Regions from separate parts of the Mus musculus genome. Here region 1 is linked to region 2. A link is a contact called in public Hi-C data. All regions are on one chromosome and are shown on one strand. Each heading gives the region's core, a stretch centred on a gene start, on an enhancer-like site or on the middle of the called end of the contact. The rest is flanking DNA. Distances are from core to core; before and after follow the strand shown. Region 1 holds the start of Msh6 (mutS homolog 6). Region 2 holds the start of Rhoq (ras homolog family member Q).

The links. A called contact is a pair of places that touch in the nucleus more often than the background predicts.
Region 1: a Hi-C map of B cells shows a contact between it and region 2, with 7 read pairs. The contact joins the promoter of Msh6 here to the promoter of Rhoq in region 2. A contact is called at or near these places in 2 of 39 promoter capture datasets (the 3T3-L1 cell line and pre-B cells) and 1 of 484 Hi-C or Micro-C datasets (B cells).

What each region holds. Positions count from the first base shown.
Region 1 is chr17:87,973,600-87,976,503 of GRCm38.p6, forward strand. Msh6 (mutS homolog 6) reads left to right here and starts at 1,451. Exons shown (of 10, transcript NM_010830.2): 1 at 1,451-1,806. The coding sequence starts at 1,550.
Region 2 is chr17:86,961,616-86,964,374 of GRCm38.p6, forward strand. It overlaps Rhoq (ras homolog family member Q), which reads left to right and starts at 1,496. Exons shown (of 5, transcript NM_145491.2): 1 at 1,496-2,132; 2 at 2,685-2,743. The coding sequence starts at 1,991. It overlaps LOC115488765 (hapless 2-like), which reads left to right. Exons shown (of 3, transcript XM_030250169.1): 3 at 1,258-1,931. The coding sequence ends at 1,931.

The sequences.
Region 1 (2,904 bases), core at 201-2,700, 1.0 Mb after region 2:
CTAGCTGGACTCCAAAGCACCTTTACAGGCTGAGCTGGTTTTGTCCAACAAAGCAAATCTTTTTACCCTTTTACCAAAGTGAAGGTATTGCTAGCCAGAGCTAAGTCCATTCTTACTTAGAGCTGAATTAAGTCTCCCAATTTCTCTCTCTCTCCTTCTTGATTTAGTTGTTTTTTTTGTTTTGGTTTTTTTTTTTTTTTTTTTTTTTTGTGACAGGGTTTCTCCGTGTAACAAACCCTGGCAAGTCTTGTAACTGTAGCCAGGGTTGTCCTTGACCTCAGAGATCCACCTGCTTCTGCCTGGAACAATGGGGTTAAAGGCACACACCTTCGCGCTCAGCTCCAATTTCTTGAATTTGAATAGGAGCTCCAATTTTCGAAAACGCCCTGTAATCAACCTGGCAGGAAGACATTCTGAGGAGAAACACTTGGCTCCCTTTGGCTATCAGGCAATTGAAATAATGGACTCCAAAGAATTGGAATTTCTCCAGGAATTTTTTGGTGGGAAGGGGTAAGACAAAGCTTCGAGTTAGTGTAGAGGAAGAACTTGGTTTCTGGAAAGAGATTTCTCAAGTATCTGAAGCTCGTTGAATCCCCATGTAGGACAGTCTGGAGCAGAGATTATGGTGGGTCAGACCACCTCTTACAAGACCATTCTGGTTCCCGTCGCCCGGTTTAAACCAAAACTTCACGTCAGTACCCCCAAAGATGAACTTCCGGGGGGGGGGGGCTGAACTTTATCTTCCTAATGTGGCCCTTTGAAAAAAAAATCTGTTTTTTTGCTATTTTCTCTATTATTCGACTACTGAGGATGAGTGGGAGTTTAGCTCGTTAGGGTTGCTAGGGCCCAAGCGTTGACGCTCAACATTACCTTAGCAATCTCAGTTTCTAAAATATAAAAAATTCTGCACACTTATGCTAAAGGGCTCAGATAAGACTGGACCTTAACTGCCCATCTCATATAGTAAGGCGTAAACTAGTTGAGGCAGTGACGGGCCAAGGAAAGTTTTGTGGGTAGCTGGTTTTGTGGATAGCTGTTCTTGCACTTGGCATTCACAAGTGCCGCTCTGTACAATGCTCTGCGAACGCACCGTACGTGGCAGACAGCAACAACCAATTTCTCAGCTCCTTTCAGTCCAACCGCAGGACCGCCCGCAGGGCCAGGTGTTTCCGCAGCGAGCTCGACGCGGCTTCTCGCAGGGTGCACCCCGCCGTTCCAGCAACCGCGCAAGCCACTTCCGTCTTCTTGGTGCATACTTGCCCGGGTAGCCACCGCGAGCTCCACTGCTTTGCAAAGGCTCAGTCTCAAGGCCCGCCAACCCGAGCTTGGGGGCTGGGCCCGCCCCGCCCCGCCCATCTACGCCAGGGCACGTCGCGGGCGGGGCCCCGCCCACCGCGCAGGCCGACACGCCTTCGGATTGGCCGCTGGGCTACGGATGCTCGGGTAGGACGCGCCTCCTCCCGACTTTCCCGCCAGCGGCGGCCGCGCGGTGGATGCGATCCTTGTAGGCGCTCGGAGCCGTGGCCCGGTCTGCCCGTCAGCCTTCATCATGTCCCGACAAAGCACCTTGTACAGCTTCTTCCCCAAGTCCCCGGCACTCGGCGACACCAAGAAGGCCGCGGCCGAGGCCTCACGCCAAGGTGCCGCTGCCTCTGGAGCCTCCGCTTCCCGCGGCGGGGATGCGGCCTGGAGCGAGGCTGAACCCGGGTCCCGGTCCGCGGCGGTATCCGCCTCGTCGCCGGAGGCAAAGGATCTCAACGGAGGGCTGCGGAGGGCCTCCTCCTCCGCGCAGGCCGTGCCTCCCAGGTAGCCGGCTCGGTCGGGGCTGCGGCGGCGCGCGGGTCTCCCGGAAGGAGGGGGAGGCTGCTCCGTGCCAGGCGGCGGGAGGAGGGGCGGCCTGCCGGCCCGGGAGAAGCGGGGCCGGTGCCCGGGACTCTCGGGGGACGCTGCGAGCAAGCGAGCGCACTCCCACTGTGGGGGTGGGGAGGCTCGGGAGGCTCGGGGACGGAGACACCCTCCCCCAAAGTGGCCGGAGCGGGAACGGTGGGTGTCCTGCTGCGATCCGCGGCCTGAGGGGGCGGGGCGGATCGGATCGGGCAGGGAGCTCCTCCGGGTGGCGAGCCTACGGTGGGAGGAAACTCGGGTTGCAGGTGGAAGTTTGTAGATAGTGAAAGCGGCGCTCCGGCTTGGGACGACAGTTTTTTTTAACCCACCTTTTCACAGGAGGGAAGAGTGCGGGAGATTTTTCGCAGTTAGTGGGTCTTCGGAGTATTGGGCAAGCCCTGGGCAAGAAGGTTTACTGGGGGAAACTTGCCTGGAGTTGTACTCGCACTTTGTAAATTTGGCTGTCGTTTGTAGGAACGACTAGAGACATTTATTTTATCTATTTATTTTCATTTTTTTTCGAGACAGAGTTTCTCTGTGTAGCCCTGGCTGTCCTGGAACTCAGACATCCACCTGCCTCTGCTGGGATTAAGAAGTGTGCAGCGACTTATTTAAAATGTAAAGAGTTCTTTCTGGAGTCCAGTACTCTGGAGTTTCAGCTTGGGCACCAGGAAGAGCTGGCGTATGCTCCTGGGGCAGAGAAAATGATTTTGGATCTCTAATTTCTTTCCTTCCCTTTGGCTATAAAGGACACAGTTCAGACACAGGTAAACACAGAGGTGTATTTTGCCTCCGTGTATGTATGTGTGCCCATGTGCATGCACGCTGCCTGAGAGAGGCCAGAGGAGGACCTCAGCCTCTGTAGTTAGAGATATTGTGAGCTACTGGGTGGGTGCAGGGAATCAAACCTGGTTCCTATGGAAGAATGCCAGTGCTCTTAACTGCTGAGCAGCTCTCCAGCCCCATTATTTCTATATTTTTTAAAATTACCTGTTAGTGTGTATATGTGTGTATGCATGC
Region 2 (2,759 bases), core at 246-2,745:
GCCAGCCATGCTACTAACTTGTGGTGCTTGGACCAAGTTCAGCTTTCCGGCAGAGCTGGCTCCTACAGCTCTTTAACCTTTCCACATTTCCTCCTTTCAGAATACTAGTCTTCGCAAACACAGCCAGAGCTAATGGTGATGCAAGCAGCAAACCTTGCTCTCTTCTCCTTCACGGGAAAGTGTCAAGACCTGACTTCAAGATAGTGTGGTGCCTTTCCTAACCTTTCAGAATGTATGAAGTAACTTTCAGATTTATTAGTGTAGTCAATGCAAGTACCTCCACTCGAATGCAATGGACAGGGTATGGAGAGATGTTCCCCTACGTTCACAAGGAACGTTAAATACTATTTGAAATCTTCCTGGTCGAATTGAAATCAGGATTATGACTTGAAAACTGGCGTCCAGGGTTCGTGGAAGTGAAATGAGGGCATCACAGTAGGCATCTCCCCAGGTGGCCCTTGAACACCGGGAGTGACAGGGAACCTTTTGGTAACCACTTCACTGGTCCCAGTTTCCCCCACCTAAATCCCGGGGGCAAGGGTATGAGTGACCCACGCACCTCTCAACACAGCATTTTCTACCACTATGAATTGGTGAGAGGAAAGGACTTCCCTGTCAGCAAGCTTGGGGGTAGGCTGCGGTGTGGGGTCAGTCAGCGCAGAGTGAGCCTTCGAACCAAGACCGTACATTTAAAGCAGCACTCGGCCACACAACTAACTGGCCCTGGCCAGACAAGTGTTTCCGGACTTGCCAGACAGAGGCGCAGGGTTGGTCCTGAATCACTGGCCAAGTCTCAGAGCGCGAGGCTACATCATACCTCAGGGATCACAATTGAATACTTTTGGAGAGACGCTTGGAAGCGAAAGGAAGCCTCGGACGATGTCGCCTCCAGGGGGAGCACAAATAACATCTGTGGTCTCCTGACAAGGGCTCGCCCCTTTGTGGCTGGTTGGGGGTGCAATATGCTGCATCTCTTAGTCACCGATTTCATAGAAAATGACTCAAGCTCGTGCTGCGAAAAGCGTGGGGTAGTGATGCTGAGGAGCAAGCAATAAGCCAGAAGTCTCAGTTTTCCAGTTCCGAGACCCACCACCCTCCCAGCCTCCGCACACCTTTCTAATTATTGTTATTAATTATATTTATAACCCTCTTGGCCGCTGTTCCTGATTTCTAGTTGCGTGGAGCACTTGCAGGCCGACGAGATGGCTCCTGCCTTCCAGGCAGAATTTAAATATACACATCTGTATAATGTTGCAGAATTGCGTCACCGTGGAAGTCGTCGTGATTCCCCGAAAGGCCTTCACGTCTCCTCCGGGCACCGGGGCCTGCGGACGCTTCCGGGCTTTGGCCGCACTTTCGCGAGGAGCCCTGGGCTCCTTCCTAGCGGCTGCCCAAGAGCCCCTCCCCCAGCCCCCATCCTCCCGGATACAGGGCGCCTCCTCCTCGGCCTCCGCGCCCGACTCCCAGGGAGTCAAGCTTGGGTGAGCGGCAGGAGCGCACGGCGGGCGCGGGCGCGGGGCGCGCCGCACTCCGGAGCCGCCCGGACCGCCCTCCCCCACCCCCCTTCACCGGCCCAGGAGGGCGGGGGCCGGAGCGGCGCGGGGCGGGCAGAGCCGCCTGGCCCCTCCCCTCCGCCGCCCTCCCCAAAGTTGCCGACTCCCCTGGGGCCGGACGGTCTTATGATCCGGCGGATCCTCCTGGGGAGGCCGGGCCGGGGAGCGGGTTCGGGCGCCGAGCGGCGGGGCCAGCAGGCGGGCGCGGCGAGCCGGGCCAGGGCGGGGAGCGGGGCAGAGATCGAAGCGGCGGCGGCTGCGCCCCGGGCCCGCCGCACCTTCTCCTCCGGTCAGGGGAACCGCTGCATGGGGCCGGGAGGGCGGCCCTGCTGCGCCGAGCGGCGGCGACGGCGGACCCCCCAAGCGGGCTGGGGCTGAGCCCGGGGCCAGGGCGGGGGCTCCGGGGGGACCATGCCCCGAGGCCGGCCGGCCGCAGCATGGCTCACGGGCCCGGCGCGCTGATGCTGAAGTGCGTGGTGGTCGGCGACGGGGCGGTGGGCAAGACGTGCCTGCTCATGAGCTATGCCAACGACGCCTTCCCCGAGGAGTACGTGCCCACTGTCTTCGACCACTACGCAGGTACGCCTCTGCCCTGCTGACTAAGGGGCTGATCCCCGGCTGGGAACTTTGGAGCAACTTTGGCTGAGCCCCCTGGCTTGCCTCCCCTGAGCGTGCTCCCCTCCCCCGCCGTGCCCTCTGCCTGGCGGCTTCACCCCCCCCCCCAAGCTGTGCCTCTGGTCACCCCACCCCTCGCAGCAACTCCCACCCCATTCCTATCTCCCCCTTCGCCCCGTCTCCCACACTTTTCAGTCCCCTGAGCGCCCTTCTTGACCTTCCAGCTGCCTCTTCCCTTACTGCCCGAAACCCCTGTAGGGGAAACATCTGGGAACACTAGTAGACGTGGCTACAGGGTTTGGGGGGGGGGGGGAGTGGATGGCAGGGGCCACATTACACCTATATCTCATGCAACTTGGCAGTGAAGTGGACTCGGATAAAAGGGGAATGTTGTCTCCTGGGGAGCACCCACATGCTTCCCAGTATTTGGGAAAGGAGGTTACTGTGGGGAGCCAAAGTGCTAGATCTCAGATCACTGTGAGCTTCTCTCCCCACCCCCCACTTCTGTCCTTGCAGTCAGCGTCACCGTGGGGGGCAAGCAGTACCTCTTGGGACTCTATGACACAGCTGGACAGGTGAGTGTTTTGGCTT